Linked DNA regions of Pan troglodytes: region 1 is linked to region 2. The links are chromatin contacts, called in public capture Hi-C maps. All regions are on one chromosome and are shown on one strand. Each heading gives the region's core, a stretch centred on a gene start, on an enhancer-like site or on the middle of the called end of the contact. The rest is flanking DNA. Distances are from core to core; before and after follow the strand shown. Region 1 has its middle 7.0 kb from the start of RGS3. Region 2 has its middle 190 kb from the start of RGS3.

Region 1 (2,700 bases), core at 84-2,583, 200 kb after region 2:
ATGGATGAGTTCAACTGTGAGCCTGCTAAGGTTGGGTGACCCATGTGCCATCCAAGTGAAGATGTCAAGTGAACAGTTGAACATAATGGTCTGAAGCTCAGCAAAAAATACTTAGGCTAGAAATATAGATTTAGGAATTCCCTGTGAGGCCATGGGCATGCATAAGACAGCCCACAGGGAATGTTTAATGTGAGAAAGCTCAGGACAGAACCAAGAGTAGTACCAACTGAAAAAACAGGCAGAGGAAGAAAGGCCTGAAAGGGGAAGGAAAAGTCAGGGGATGTATTAAGAAGGAAATAATAGTCAACAGTGTCAAATATTGTTAAGAGGTCCAGTAGGTGTAATAACTGAGAAGTGTCCATTAGATTTAGCAACAAGACAGTCCCTGTTGACCTTTCATCCCAGAATAAAATGCTGGGGGGCAACAACTTCACATGAATGAAAAGGTACCAAATTTACTCTAAAAGGAAAAACACCCTGGACTCCAAGCCAGACGATATTCTTAGGTCAGGTTTTTTTCATGTCCTAAATTTAACCAGCTGGAATGCTTTGTTAGGTGGTATTTTATTCACCCTTGAAATGAAGGATTTGCCTTTTAAAAGTGTCTCTGTAATTCATCTTCAAGGTAGAACAAGGTAGTATCTTTGGGTTAATTGTTCTCTACAGAAACAGATGCTGGTTGCTGTAAATACCACTGAGGAACTTTAATGTGCCCCAGATGTAGAAGCCTCTAGTGACCTAAATACACAAACAGGGACTAAAGAGAACCAAGTAAAAGATTCAAGATTTCAAGTGTAAGCGGAGAGATACTGCTTCAAAGTGGAAGAGACCAAACCTTCACCACCAAAGGAATGTGAACTAGTAAGTTGAGTCCAAAGATAAAAGCTAAAGACTTGATAAGAGCCAGAAAAGCAGAGTGCCCGGTCTCTGCTAGAATGACTCAGCACCCTCGCAGTTAGGCTGGAAGCCCTTTCAGCCTCTTCAAGAGCTGCTTTTCCTGGCCTGATAATGAGCAACTTGGCCTGGCATAATCCTACATTCCAGAGGCCCTCCGTTTTTCAAAATTAAAAAACAATATAGACTTCTGTTTCCAGCCAAGATGGAATAACAGGAACTGGATTTTCCCTTCACCTGAAACAACTAAAAGACTGGGCAAAATATATGAAACAATGGTTTTTAAGATATTGTACATCAGGCAATGAAGGACAGTGATCCCTGAGAAACAGAAAAGAGACAAGCTGTGCCCTGTGATCAGCCCAGCTTATTCCCGGGAGAGACTTTCCAAAAGGGAGAGGGAACTCAGGCCAACTCCAAATCCCTGAACTGAGAAGTTCGGGAGGCCAAGGCAGCTAGAGTTCCAAGGCAGAGTACCAGAGAGGAGACAGTCACACAAAGAGAGGGCCCCAGAGGTCTCCAGAGGGTCCCCACTCACAACTTCAGCTAAGTGCTAATGAGCTCATGGGTTTGAGGAAAGTATCTCAAGGCTGGGGAAAGAACCACCAAAGAATTACAGGGAACAATCTTTAAAGCTCACACAGGGCCAGGAATAGTTCTTAAGCTCATCAACCAGAGTGGAAAGACCTTCTAATTCCTTAGGAGGTATTAGATAGAATACTCAGAAGGGTCTTCCCTCAGTTGTGGGGAATAATCAACCCTAGATTAAATGCTGTACTTGTCCATCTAAAAAAAAAAAAAAAAAAAAAAATGCTTAAAAGCAAGACCCAAAAGGATCAAACTGTTTCTGATTTTGGTTTTGGTTTTGTTTTGTTTTGTTTTGTTTTTTTTGATACGGTCTCGCTCTGTCGCCCAGGCTGGAGTGCAGTAGCAAGATCTCAGCTCACTGCAACCTCCACCTCCCAGGTTCAAGCGATTCTTATGCCTCAGCCTGCTAAGTAGCTGGGACTACAGGTGTGCACCACCCCACCTGGCTAAGTTTTGTATTTTTAGTAGAGACAGGGTTTCACCATGTTGGCCAGGCTGGTCTCAAACTCCTGACCTCAAGTGATCCACCCACCTCAGCCTCCCAAAGTGCTGGGATTACAGGCATGCACCGCACCCAGCTAGGATCAAACTGTTTCTAAGTAACTTAACTGCATCCCAGAACAAGCTAAAGAATACTTGTAAGAATATAAAAATATCTAGAACCCAAAAAGGTAAAATTTGTTAAATCTGGTATCTAATAAAAAGTGAACAGGTATGGCAAAGAAGCAGAAAAAAATATGAACCATAATAAGGAGAAAATCAATAGAAACCAACCGAGAAATGACATGTTAAGTAGGCCAGGTGTGGTGGCTCACACCTGTAATCCTAGCACATTGAGCGGCTGAGGCAGGAGGATGGCTTGAGGCCAGGAGTCTGAGACTAGCCTGAGCAACTTAGACCCCATCTTTACAAAAACTTTTAAAATTAGCTGGGCATGGTGGCACATGACTGTGGTCCTAGCTACATGAGAGGATGGCTTGAACTCAGGAGTTTGAGGTTGCAGTGAGCTATGATCACAGCCTGGGTGACAGAGCAAGACCCTGTTTAAAAATAAAAATAAAAAAAGAGTATGTGAAGTAAAGACATGGAAGATATATATATTTATTATATTATATAATCATAATGAGTATATTATATAATCATATAATGAGTATATTATATAATCATATAATGAGTATATTATATAATCATATAATGAGTATATTATATAATCATATA
Region 2 (2,700 bases), core at 9-2,508:
ACTCATGGGACAGGAGGCTATACAGTCATCTTGGATGATCTGAGGGCAGGAGACTGTCCAGGATGGTCTACTTGGCTGGGCTGGGAGGAGAGTAGCACACTGGGTTTGTGGCCATCATCCGCGAGGCCCTGGATGTCAAAACTTCTAAATTTTGCCTTACAGTGTTAAAGGGCAGGCTCTGGAACGACATTGCCTGGATTGAGTCCTAGCTCCACCACTGAGCAGCTGAGTGACCTTGGGTAAGCTACCTAGGCTCTCTGTGCTTTATTTCCCCATGTGCAAAACAAGGATAATAGTAGGGCTGTTGTAGCGTATATGTAAAAAGCGCTGAGTTCAGCAGCACATGGCAGAGCAAGGGCTTATAGAGTTATTAGCTACAATTGTTACTACCAGGTTCAAATCTAGCTGCATCTCTGTGATCTTGTACAAGTCAGTTAACATCTGGACCACCAAAGCCCAGCCACTGTCCCCTGGCATCTTGAGTGTGCTTGTGCACACACACACACAATGGATTTTGTTTTGTTTTGTTTTGTTTTGTTTTGTTTTGTTTGAGACGGGGTCTTGCTCTGTCGCCCAGGCTGGAGTGCAGTGGTGCGATCTTGGCTCACTGCAACCTCCACTTCCCAGGTTCAAGCAATTCTCCTGCCTCAACCTCCCGAGTAGCTAGGACTACAGGCGTGCGCCACCACACCTGGCTGATTTTTGTATTTTTAGTAGAGATGGGGTTTCGCCACGTTGGCCAGGCTTGTCTCGAACTTCTAACCTCAAGTGATCTGCCCGCCTCAGCCTCCCAAAGTGCTGGGATTACAGGCATGAGCCACCGCGCCTGGCCCACACAAAATGTTTGTTCACTTGTTTACTATCTGCCTTCCCTATTGCAGACCTGAACGTAAGCTCCATGAGGCAGCGCGTTGCCGTTCATCAGTGAAGCACCAGCTCCCAACAAAGTGTCTGGCAAATAATAGGTGCTCAGTCATTATTCGACAAACAAATGAACAAATGTGGACCTTCTTCATTTGTCAAACAGGGGATGATCATTCCTCTCTCACAAGGCTACTGTTGGAAATGAACGAGATCACAGCACATGGAAGCCACACTCAGTTTTCCTCCACGAGTGGGAGAAGCATCTGAGGACGGCTATCTTGGAAGTGGACGCCAGGAGGCAGCAAAGGGCCAAGTCACTCAGGACACACTTAATCCTTGCCAAGGATTTCCAACCCACCAGCAAGCAGGAAGAGGGAGCAGAAAAGAGACGAGGGGGGCCCTCTTGCAGCTCCTGCCAAGTGCCAGGGAGCTGTAGGCTCTCGTGGAGCAGATTGATGTACCTCACTCGTTCCTTCAGCAAGACTTAATTGAGTCACAGAGAGGTAAACAGACAGATTCTCACTCTCGTGGAGCTCTGAGCCTAGCAAGGAGACAGTCTCTGGACACAATTAAAGGAAGGTGTCTGCGCTGAAGGCAGCAGGCCTTCAAGTTTCCTTGAGCACAATGACCCTGTATTTTAGGCTGAGATGTGATAGCTGAGCAAGAGTTAACCAGGTGAAGAGGAAGGGAGGTGGTGAGAGCTTCAGACAGAGGGAACAGCCTGTGCAAAGGCCCCAAGGCAGGAAAAGGCAAGTCCATTTCATCTTTGGCCCAGAGACAAAAAGTGACTCTCCAAGATCACACATTGAGAAGCAGAGCCCTGCTTTCTGGCTCTCCCTCCAGGCTCCGTCCCTCATCCCTAGTTTCCCTTCCAACAAGCTTCATCTCTGCTGTAGCAGCAGCTGGGCCGGAGGCAGAGGAATTTTGGCCCTGACACAGCCTGACCCAACTTCCCCAGAATATGAGCTCATAAGAGATTTTAATTTTGATGTCTAGACTAAGACAATGACCAAATGTCCTAGGGCGAATGAGGCTGATAAGAGCCTATATTTGGGGAAACGAGGCAGCCCTCTCTGTTATCATGTTTCAGAGTGGCCCTTGGCCAGGGCAAGGGGGCTGCGGAGGCCGGCGGAGCTAAGCATGGAGGTTTCTAACACAGTGAGGGCATTGGCTGGGACTCAGAGATGCTTGGAAAGTTGCAGTTAAGACTGACCCTCATCTAGATGAGCATTCCAAGGAGCCTTAGCTTGGGACAGGGCAACCCTGTTTTATCAGTGGGAATAGATAAGGTTATACTGGAAACAAAACAACTGCTAAATCCAAGAGGCTTCAAACCATAAAGATATATTTCTCATACAGAGTCAACTCCATGCTGGCTGGGCGTGGCCCCTGGGTACCAGGCCAGGAGGAGAGCAAGGGAAAATTTGGAGCATCTGCAATTGAATGCTTCCACCCAGTGGCCACAGCCAGCTGCGTCCATGCCCAAGGTCAAGGTGGTGGCTTGGTGCTGTCATCCCGTGTGCTGGAGGAGGAAGAGGCCCAGGGACATAAAGCAAGCACGGGCGTCCATCTCCCCACCGTGGCATGAATAGAGATGCCTGGGAAGCCACAGTGGGAGCTGGATCTCATTTAGCCAGTTGTCCCAAAAAGACAAGGCCTTGGGCTGGGCAACCTACCTTGGACAGTTGTGTCATTCATGAGCAATTACTCTCTGCCCCGTGCTCTGGGGGTGTTAGGACATTTAATCCTCCCAACAACACTGTTAGGTAGGTACTGATGTTCTGCCCCATTTTACAGATGAGAAAACTGAGTCATAGAAAGGTTAGATAATCTGGC

Evidence for each region. Capture Hi-C pulls out chosen DNA fragments and counts their contacts.
Region 1: a capture Hi-C map of stem cell-derived neural stem cells shows a contact between it and region 2, with 5 times the contacts expected there. The contact joins two enhancer-like sites. A contact is called at or near these places in 6 of 7 Hi-C or Micro-C datasets (blood, induced pluripotent stem cells, a lymphoblastoid cell line and 2 more) and 1 of 1 other capture datasets (stem cell-derived neural stem cells).

The regions. Positions count from the first base shown.
Region 1 is chr11:24,990,243-24,992,942 of NHGRI_mPanTro3-v2.0_pri, forward strand. No RefSeq gene overlaps it. Among named protein-coding and RNA genes, the nearest start is that of RGS3, 7.0 kb to the left of the region's middle. Within about 2 kb of position 1,334, at least 3 of the 24 cell types and tissues checked have an H3K27ac peak or open chromatin away from gene starts, as enhancers often do. A contact at or near this core is called in stem cell-derived neural stem cells, where this site is marked.
Region 2 is chr11:24,790,338-24,793,037 of NHGRI_mPanTro3-v2.0_pri, forward strand. No RefSeq gene overlaps it. Among named protein-coding and RNA genes, the nearest start is that of RGS3, 190 kb to the right of the region's middle. Within about 2 kb of position 1,259, at least 11 of the 24 cell types and tissues checked have an H3K27ac peak or open chromatin away from gene starts, as enhancers often do. A contact at or near this core is called in stem cell-derived neural stem cells, where this site is marked.